2 separate regions of the Mus musculus genome follow, and region 1 is linked to region 2. Evidence: chromatin contacts called from public promoter capture Hi-C data. All regions are on one chromosome and are shown on one strand. Each heading gives the region's core, a stretch centred on a gene start, on an enhancer-like site or on the middle of the called end of the contact. The rest is flanking DNA. Distances are from core to core; before and after follow the strand shown. Region 1 holds the start of Slc15a1 (solute carrier family 15 (oligopeptide transporter), member 1). Region 2 holds the start of Farp1 (FERM, RhoGEF (Arhgef) and pleckstrin domain protein 1 (chondrocyte-derived)).

What was found. Promoter capture Hi-C pulls out the DNA fragments that hold promoters and counts their contacts.
Region 1: a contact with region 2 is called in a promoter capture Hi-C map of embryonic stem cells, with 4 times the contacts expected there. The contact joins the promoter of Slc15a1 here to the promoter of Farp1 in region 2. A contact is called at or near these places in 4 of 39 promoter capture datasets (embryonic stem cells, hippocampal neurons, liver and 1 more), 1 of 484 Hi-C or Micro-C datasets (embryonic stem cells), 1 of 115 datasets of contacts at active chromatin or transcription factors (embryonic stem cells) and 1 of 9 other capture datasets (embryonic stem cells).

What each region holds. Positions count from the first base shown.
Region 1 is chr14:121,502,458-121,507,796 of GRCm38.p6, reverse strand. Slc15a1 (solute carrier family 15 (oligopeptide transporter), member 1) reads left to right here and starts at 2,543. Exons shown (of 23, transcript NM_053079.2): 1 at 2,543-2,578. The coding sequence starts at 2,575.
Region 2 is chr14:121,033,117-121,038,187 of GRCm38.p6, reverse strand. Farp1 (FERM, RhoGEF (Arhgef) and pleckstrin domain protein 1 (chondrocyte-derived)) reads right to left here and starts at 2,614. Exons shown (of 27, transcript NM_134082.3): 1 at 2,263-2,614.

The sequences.
Region 1 (5,339 bases), core at 1,294-3,793, 470 kb before region 2:
AGATTCAGCCTACTGAGTCTGGTCTCTTATTGGTTTTGGAAACTTCATATTTTGGAAGTGGACTAGTACGTTCTTGTGACATTCATTGTCTTTCCCCTTAATTTGTTAGGGACAGGAATTTTCCAGAATCAGTATTATGACTGTCTTGGCCTCTTCTGTCTAGGGCATGATGTCACGTCTTATTCTTGGTGAGGTTGACCTGGGCCACTTGGTCAAGATGGTATCAAGTTATGACTTTTCTCTTTAAAGTCAACATCTTAGGGAGGTGAAGCTAAGGTAAAGAATTGTTAGTGGTGAGCTATCGCGTGTGACAGACAGCTTGGGCCTGTTTCTCAGCAACATCTCCCCAGATGCGTTTTCCTCAGACCAAATGACTTTGCTTTCCTAATGCTTCAAATTCCCCTCCTCAACCTCCCCAGAGCTGATGTCCTTAGAGGAGAGAGAGGCAGAGGCTGTGTGAAGATGAAGTAGTGGCCGCAGCAGGGACCACAGGTATCATCAGGAGCTGGCAGATGCCAGAAAGGATCCTCCCTGGAGCTCTCAGAGGGAGCACAGGGCCCTGCCTGGTTAATACTTCTGCCTCCAGAACCAGGAGATGGTACCATTCTGGTATTTTTAAGCTGCTGAACCTTTTGATCTGTTAGAGAAGCTAAGACCTGGAAGAGTGAGGTCAAAGAAGAGGCCCACACAGTGTGACTCTCAGTGTAGAGGACATAGACTCCCAGATCTGCTGTCCTCACCCAGCACCAAGGAGCAACCCAGCCTGCAGGACACAGAACACATGCTCGGTGGACATAGGACCATGCTGTTTCCGTTTGTCCGGTGCACAGGCCCTAGCACTTGACCGTGGAGGTGATAAATGAGCCCTGCTCCAGTGAGGGTAAGCAGAAGAGACACAGCACAGGCCTCCTGAGCACCAAGTCACCAGCTGCTGTCCGGGGCCCCAGAGTTTCTGATTCCGTGCATGAATGGGGTAGATGTTGATAATGAATCAGGACCACACTGGAAACCTGATTGCAAGCCGGAGTGCTTCCACGGACATCCTAAGATGTGCGAAGCTTATGACCTCAACAACACAAAGTTCACCCTGCAGAGGAAACAACCAAAGGAAACCTCACCTCTCTGTCGCCACCACTGGCCAGCACCCGGTGTCTGCTCTCCCTTCCCATTGGCCAAGGCAACACCTCCCACCTTATGCAGTCACTAATCTTTCAGCGAACTCAGCTGTTACCCTGGGAGTAGCAACAGTTCAAGGGTAAAAGGAGCGTCTTCCTCCCAAAAGTCAGGGAAGGCAGGGCCGCTGCCTTTGAGAAAGGGCTTCCTGTGCTCCACCCCCACCCCCACCTCCCAGCAGGGTGGCTGGGAGTTCCTAAGGGCAGGTGATTGAATAAACAAAGCGAATGTGGAAGACTCATCAACCCTTAAAGGGTGTTCTGACCCATGCAAGAATATGGCTGAGCCTGGAGAACACTTTGCTAACTGGAAGAAGCCACAGAACAGAGGATCTGCACAGTCTGCCCACACAAGACACCTGGTGGTCGGGGTGGGGGTGTCTGACTCAAGAAGTAAAGTATTGACAACCAGAGACTGGGGAAGCCACGGCAGAGCTGTTGTTTAAAGGCCACGGAGCTTCAGCTTGGAAGATGAAGTTCTGTAGCCGGGACGATGTTGGTGAATGTACTTAATGCTCAGGATGGTCACTGAATACTGTATACATCACACGGACAAAGACAACTGTGGGGTGTGAGAGGGATAACTGAGCACTGGGGAGGAAGAAACAGAGAAATTGAGATGGTAGATGAGCTGAGGCTGGGGAGGCAGTCTCTTTCTCAATAAATAAATGAATAAATAAACAAATGATTGAAACCCATTTTCATGTCCCATCTTTAATGCTCCCCTGTAAACATCCAGAGCCTTAACTTCTTCAAGGCTGACCAGAAAGCAGAAAAATGGCCAGGCCAAGTATTACAATCTTGTAATCGCAGAGCTGGGGAGGAGAGATGCAGGAGGGTCAGGACGCTAGGTCTCTGGCTGCACAGCAAGTTCAAGGACACAGACACAAACTGCTATAGTCCCTTTATGCTTCCCCAAACAAGGTAGAGCGGTTCTCTGAGCTGTTGTTTGTTAAGTGGGATCCCAGCGGCGGCCCAAGCCCTTTAGACTGCCAAACATGCAAGTCCTGCTTTCTTGACTCAGTAAGTCCTAGCATGGTGCCTGGCGACCCGCTTATCAACCACAGATCAACCGGATCAATCAAGCCTCCTAGTGACCACTCACAAAGGGAGTCCGTGGCCCCAGATCCCTGCCACCACCTCCCCCTACGCCCACCCCGTTACTTGGGACAGCTTCATCTGTCCTGCTCCAGAGGGTCTGGGACCAGCGTCCTAGGGACAGGTATCCTGCAGCAGGGTTAAGCGATGTTAGCCTCGGTTCCTTCAAGGGTGGAGCCCAGCCGGCCCCGCCTTGCACTCCTACAGTCACACAGGTAGCCAGCTGGGCAGGGCCTGGAAACAAAGTAAGGGAGGCTGAACTCCTGCTTGCCAGTCGCCCGTCCGGAGCCTTGGAGCCACCACAATGGGTACGTGAGCACGGGCAGCTGGGGCGGGGTCGTCGGGATCAGGGACACTTCTGTCGCAGGGAGATTGCGGAGCAGGTGCCACCGGGGGATAGGGAACGACTCCTCACTGGCCGCAGGGAACCGACTGGTTGGAGGCTGGAAACCTGGGCAGGAGGTAGCCACTCTTGACGTTTCCTCCGAGGTGGTCAGACGCCAAGGTTGGGGGAATAAACGCACTACTCTCCGCCCTCCTACCTCTTAGACTCTCGGGTTTTCATTCTCTCGGTGCCAAGTGTCTGTGGCCTTGGAGTTGAGTGCTTTCTGCCGGTGATGGCAGGAAGGGCGTACTGGGGGCCTCAGGGCGCAACATGGAACTTTGGTTCTGTGCTTGCCTCTAGCAAAGAGGGTGACCCTGGAATTCTCATGGGAATCCCTGGCGCCTCTCTGTACCGTTCCTGGTTCTACTGCTGTCCTCAGAAAAGGCACACGAGACGAGAGTAGGAGTATCAGCCTATGAACTAAGAGGCAGCTCGGTGCCTGCCCTGCTTCAAAGTAAGCTGCCTCTGGGAGTAACTTAGAACCACAGACCTTGAGGCCACCGGTCCCCCTAAAGCTGGGGTAACAAGCTGACTCCCCCAAAATTCCGCTTTGATGGCCAACCCCTGCTTCTCGGGCTTCATGGACACTGGCAGCAGAGCTCCAGCTTGGTCTCCCTGCATCGTGTTCATGTTGCCCCTTGCTAGCCTTTTGTTCCTGCCTCAGTACAGAGCGCCCATGGGGGCCTGGTGACCCCCTGGGTCACAGCAGGAGTTTGAGAAGTAGCAGCAAGGGAGTGAGTCACACCTTGAACTTTGGCTGTAGCAAATTGCTGTTCGGAACAGATTTCTCATGTCATTTGAGATGAACAGCATCAGACTACATACTGCACCCAGCTTCTAAGAGGGGCTCCGGATCCCCCTCCCGGCTGCCGCTTGTACCTTGCAGAGAGCCGCCTTAAGATGCTTGTATTGGACTCTGATGCCAGGTCCCCAAGTTACCACAGGATCTGCTTTGTGTGAGATGCATTTTGCCCTTCTAACAGATAGCTCTGGTGGGAAGAAAAGAATACAGAACTGTTGGACGCATAGTGTTCCAAAGCAATGGGTGTTTCCTTATTGAACTAACTGGTCCTCTGCTGGAGTTTTGCTTGGCATGGGAATAGGGACCAGTGACTTGTAATCAAATCAGGCTTTGATTTGTGGATGTCTCAGCTTTTCAATATCAAGAGCAAGGAAATGGAAAAGATAATTAAAAGTTATAGTGACTCCCCCTGGTGAAAACAATGGTTGGCAGTTAGAGCTCGTCAGAATTGTTTCAGGTGCCATGTGATAGACTGTAACCCTAGGAATACTTGTGGAATGGAAGGAGCAGGAAGCAGTTCTTAGAGAAATGGGTGCCCTGAGCCACTGACTTCCTCCTGTGTGGTTCATGCCAGGGACCTCACTCCCCCTGGGAATCCAGGGGACGAAGTAATGAATGACTAGGAAGGAGAGAGACAGACATGGCACCCACAGACTATGCAGTAAATGGGATGTGGGCACCCATGACTGAACCTAAACACCCATGGTTGAAATCTTAAATTTTGACTTTTTTTTTTTAAGATTTATTTATTTATTTTATGTATGTGAGTACACTGTAGCTGTACAGATGGTTGTAAGCCTTCATGTGGTTGTTGGGAATTGAATTTTTTTGGACCTCTGCTGGCTCCGGTTAACCCCACGTGCTCAGTCCCTGCTTGCTCAGGATATTATACATAAGTACACTGTAGCTGACTTCAGATGCACCAGAAGAGGACGTCAGATACCTTTACGGATGGTTGTGAGTCACCATGTGGTTGCTGGGATTTGAACTCTCGTCCTTCGGAAGAGCAGTCAGTGCTCTTACCCGCTGAGCCATCTCGCCAGCCCATTTGACTTGTTTTTAAGTAGAGACCAGCACTCTCCTGGGCTCTGTCCTTGGTGTAGAAGCAACCTCAGACACTCAGTAAACATGTAGGTGGAGCTGTCCCAATAAAACCAGTTACAGGTGTTGATGTCAACTTGTGTATGGTTCCTTTTCACCTTTAATTGTCTTTTTTAAAAAATATTCCTTTTAAATTTTTATTGAATTTTATTTACTGATTGTGTATGTGTGTGTGCACATACCAGAGCCATCTTTGTTTTTGAGACAAAGTCTTATTCTGTAGCTCAGGCTGGTTGAGACCTGAACTATGCAGCCCAGACTAGCCTCAAACTCATAGCAATCCTCCTGCTTCAACCTTCCAAGTGTTGAGATTACAAGTGTGAGCCAACACACCTGGCATTTATATATTTCTCTATGTGCTCACAAAACAGCCTTCAATCTTTTCAATTATTTAAAAACAATATATATCACTCTTGGCTCCTGAGCTGGAGGCAGCCCCGAGCCTCTGAACTTTGCCTGAAGATATGGGTGATGAAAGAGAGGCTGTTGGCTCACTGATCTCTTGGGCTGTCTGCTGGAAAGAAGTCTCTGAATAACAAAAACTCTCCCAGGCTGGGAGAGGCCTCAAGGAGGAGAGAGCAGCCACAGCACCTTTGGGAGGCTGAGGAGACTTTCATTAAAGCTTTCTAAGACATAATCTCTTTCCTGTTATTAAATTCCTCTTATTTAAAACTTAGCAAAAGGCTGTGCTGGGTTTGATGGGGCTAAAATACACATTTCACACTCTAGCCTCGAAAACTATGGCTGCTGTTCCCTCAAGTACTTGACTCTGAGGACTGGG
Region 2 (5,071 bases), core at 1,365-3,864:
GTAAAACCAGCACGCAAAAATTCAGGTTTTCTTTTTCCTATCTAGAGTTCTCCAACATCCACTCATTTTCCCAAGTGAATTTAACGACTAGGCTTTCTTCCCCGCACCCCCTCCTTTCTGTTATTGAGATTGGAATTAAGGCTGGCCTTGAATTTATGAGCCCCCTCCTTCTGCCTCCAGGACACTAGGATTATGTGGCCCCATACCTCCTTGTCCTTTTCAATATTACTTTTAATATTGAAAAGCTTCATCTTTAAATATTGTCTCTTGGATAATGTGATGAAAAACAAGACAAAAAACTGTCCCAAAAGAATATCCTAGTATTGACACCCAATAAGAGAATATCAGTATAGAAAAGTACACTAAAAATAGACATGATATGCACACCTATCTATAATCCTGGCATTCGGGGTAACTGAGACAGGAAGATCTCCAGTGAGACCAATCAGGGATACACTCTAAGATCCTATCACAGAAGGAAGTGGGGTGCAGAGGGGGATGTTTACATCGTATATCTAACTTCAGAAGGATTCCAACTTACAGAACTCCTAAATCTTAACAGCATATCCCAAGTCAGAGGAGCACACTACAGTTCTGCACACACCCCCACCCCCACACACACCATGAGAAGGTAGTTACCTCATCGATGACCAAGTATTTCTAGCTTCCTGTGGGTTTGGCAGACATCTGCTCACTATCTACTCCACCGACTCCCCCAGTAGACCAGTCACTGCCCAATAATGCTTCTATTTATTTTACCCAGAAGCAGAGCTATTAGCCAGACATACTAAAAACACAAACGTTTCGTTGTGCTTGGAGAAGGTCCAATATTAGTGTCTTGCTGCAGACCGATGCTGCAGGAATATAAAGTGGGCTGTGTGGATGCCAGACCCACGGAAGACGTGCATTTTCAGAGACCCACCCACCTGAAAAGCTGAGGCTAAGATGCCAGCAAGAAATGTGGGGCTGAGGGGAAAGACGACAGGGATTTGAAAAGGGCCCCACCTTAGCTTTCAAAACACCAAACCAATTTTTAAAGGCAACTCCTCAACTAAAGCTTTCATAATCCAAAAGGCTTTCCCCCTCTTTCTCCATTCCTTGTTCAGATAGAAAAAGAGAAGTAAGACAACGCTAGGGGAATGTTCTGAAGTGGGCTTGGCCAAGTCCCCACGTGCAAAGCACATTAAACATGGCCCATCGTTGGGTCGAGGTTATGGTCAGAAAACGCTGCCTACTAAGGGAGGGATTGGAAGTCTGGAGGGTAAACCATGGGCAGGGGCCAGGTTTAAGGTTGTCAAACGCGGTAAACTAGCACGGAGGAAGGCTGAAACAAAAATAAATGAAACAGCCGGAGGCCACTGAACTCCGGAGCCGGAGCCGGGGAGGGGAGGAGAAGCTGAGCCTGGTAAACTGTTCCAGATGAGAGGCAGTTATTCGCTCCCACATCTTCACCAGCACGTCTCAAACCTCGTTCCTTTGTGAGCCCTACCTCCCTATTTTCTAGGGGGACTCTAGAAAATCCCTGCCAGCCGTGGTTTCCGGGTCCCAACAAGGAATCTGGTACTCCTCCACGACCCCTAGGTCTAAGACTCACCGGGGTCCGGATGGATCACAAGGCTAAAGTTTTCCGAACTTAAATCGTAAAAAATCACAATCAGAAGTTCTGAACTCCCCGTCCCCCCACACAAAAATAATAATATATATCCTGTGCTTTAAAAAGGGAGGGGGAAACTTCCCCCTCCATAAGGCAGAGAGTAAAGAGAAACAAGATCTAACTTAAGAGGGCGTGTTCCTCTTTGTCACCCACCGGGAGGTTCTCGCCGCCCGTGGGCGAGATGCAGTGACCCGGCGGCACGGCGGCACCCGTGCTGCCGGGAGACGGACCTCCAGAGCCGAGATTGCAGCCTGAGGTCCGGAAGAGGCGTCGGGGGCGCTGTCACCCGGCAGGGTGGGATGGGAGGAAGCGGGGGAGGGGCGCCCAAGGAGAGGAAGCCAAGCTGGGGAGAACCCACGAGCTCAGAGCCCCGCAGCCCAGGTCCGCGGAGGTGAGCTCCACCGGTGCCCGAGGAACCGTGGCTTCTGCTATTGTTGCGGGGCCTGCGGCCGCCGGCTACAAAAAGGACCGTTCCCGTGGACTCCGCAGCCAGCTCGGCCGGCGCCCAGGGCCGCGAGCGCGGGGACTCGCACAAGTTGCCGCCGCGGCCCGGTCCACCCAGGCGGCCGCCCTCCCGCCGCGGTCATTGTTCGCCGCACGCCTCCTACCTCGGTGGCTCCGGGTCCGGGCTGCGGGCTGCGGGCTGCAAGGCTGGCGAGGGCGCGGCGGCGGCGAGCGAGGGGTCCCCGCGGGCGGCGGGCGCGCGAGCTAGGCAGGCGGCGGCCGGCCGAGGTCCGAGCCATCAAAGGTGGCGCGGGGCGGAGGGGAGGGCGGAGCAGGCGGGGTGGGTGGGGAGCGAGCTCCGGGTCGCCGCGGCCGCCTCGACGCCCGGCCCGAGCGCCACTCGCGTGGGGAGGAGCGGCGCAGAGCGGGCGGTGGCCGCGTCCCCGCCCCGCACCTTCTCCGGGCTCCCCGCTCCCCGCAGCCGCTGCGCCCGCGCCGGGACCAGCCGCCTCCGAGGCTGTTGAGCGGGAAATGAGGGCCACCACTGCCCCTCCCAGGGCCTGGGCCGAGCCCTCGGCAGGGGGAGCCTGGGCACAGCCTGGGGACGGCGGAGAGCCACAGCCCCCTCCAGCGTCCGAGCCGTGACCTGCGCCCGCACAGCGGCCCCGCCCCGCTCCGCCCCGCCCCGGAGGCAGGTGCGCAGAAAGGTGGACCGTGGGCAGGGCCACGCCACCCTGGAGCTGTGCCTTACTTGGGCGTGTGGCAAGAGCTGGTGTCTGAGCTGCACCACCAAGCCAAGAGCGGGAAGAAGCGCCACCGCGGAGACGCGAGCGCTAGTCGCTGGTGTCCAGCGGGATGCGGAGGCCCGGAGGGAGATTCGTGGCACTGACTCCGCAGGTCGCCTTTGGAAGCCTGACAGAGAACTACGACATCACGTGGAAAGCGTTTTACAAAGACCCACGAATTCCGCCCCCCACCCCTTCCAGGCCACTAGCGCAGGCTTCCGGCACCACCCTAAGCGGCGCGGTATTCAATGCCAGAGACACAGGTGCCACCTCTGATGCTGCTCGGGCTCAGTGCCCACCACCTGAGCGAATCCCAGGACAGTGCCCAACCCCACCTCTCTCCGACCAGGGACAGCAGAATGCCCTGCTTAGTGTGGCGAGATTTAGAATGACTTGCAGTTATTTGATTCCGTTTTTTTTTCCCCCAGAACTTGGTGATATAGTCGGAAGATTCATGATCAGAAGGCCCACGATACTAGGTGACTTTCAATCACTATCCCCACCCACTAGGTGCCATTTTTCCTTCGTCCTTCTTCCCTGTCTCTGTCTGGGAAAGATCTTGGGCCACTGACCGTATGGAACACAGGAAAGCCTTGTTCTGCCGGATCCAGAGGCTAGTGTGGACCCGCCCCTAGAGCCAATTTGGCTCAGATTCCGGTCATTTTCCACCCTGGAGGAGTTCACTGACCTCAGTCGCAACTACAACGGAGCTACAACTGAACTTAACCAAGTGAAATTGTCTCTGTGGCTAGGGAGGGAGGCTGAAGACATGAAAGCTTGATTATCAGAGAGGGGCACCTGTAAGTCATGGGAGTCAAAAGCAGTCTGCGGAGGGTTGGGGCTGTTTCTTGCATGCTGCAAAATCCCTCTGGCCTCTGGGGAACCAGACAGGCCTTGGGCGATTTGCTAGAGAGAATCATGGGTGGGTTGGAAGCTAGCTCTGTGGCCAAACTGTGTGTGGCTTTACAAGTATGGGTGAGCTATTTTCAGCCAGTAATTTTCTTAAGTGTAGTGGTCAAACTGCCACCAAGAGCAGCAGCACTCGATTTTAAATTCCTCTCCCACTCCTCCCCAGAAAGTCTCCTCATGTAGCCCAGACTGGTCCTCGTGCCTCTACCTCTTAAGCATTAGGATTTCGGTCTGAACCACCAGGCCCAGTAAAGGAAAGCAAATTCAAGCAATTATCACACCTTAAGAACCGCTATAATGGGGAACCGACCACAGGTTCAGAGTCTCTTCACAGGATAAGAAGACAGTGGCCAGACTGATTTCTGAGGTTGGGACATGACATGGATGGGTTTAAAGTTATTACAGGTTATTCCCAGTGTGCAGCCTGGCTTTACTAACAACCTCTGATGCTGTGGAATCGCCTGGGAATCTTGTCCCAGTTCGGATTCTGTATCGGTCTGTTTCAAACATTCCGGGTGATGTATTTTGGTTGGTCCGGGGACTGTGTTGGCAGACATGTGCTGTGTCCCATGACTAAAGCAATATAGTACCAAAAAGGCAAACCATAACATTTCCCCAGTCCACCCTCACCGAAGATCCCCTTTTTCTACATTTAGTGTTTGGTTCAACTGACTTGAGTGTCTAGGATATGACCAGTTTGGTTTTGCTCTCAGAGTTATTTATTGGGTCTTTGTATGTCGGGATGTAGATGCCACCATGCATGTATGTGAAGGTCAGAGGACAACTTGTAGGAGTGGTTTCTCCTTCCACCAAGTGGGTTCCAGGAATCAAATGTGCATCATCAGGATTGGTACCGAGCACCAAAGCACCCTTACCCCACTGAGCCATCCTGTAGGCTCTGGCCATGCTGTTTTATTATCTCAGCATTAATAATAACTAAGAAGGTAACTGGTTTTGGAGGCAATCCGAGGGAGCCAGAAGTCTGAGGAGGAGCTGGTGGGAAGACGATCACTATGGAGATTAGGACGAGAGCCCCTCCATGCTCAGAGCCCCTCCATGGCACAGAATTCACTCAATTAGATTTGTCGCTATCACTTCAGCCCCTATAACCAAGGTGTCTCTTGTCGTAGCAAATCACATCTGCCTCTCGAGTTCAGAATATACTTAGGATGTTCTAAGCCGTGGGTGAAGTTACTTAGTCACCTATTATTAACCCTTTTATTATTTTATCTCTTAAAAAGTGATTCATGCTGATAGTTCTAGTACATCGAAGGATGAG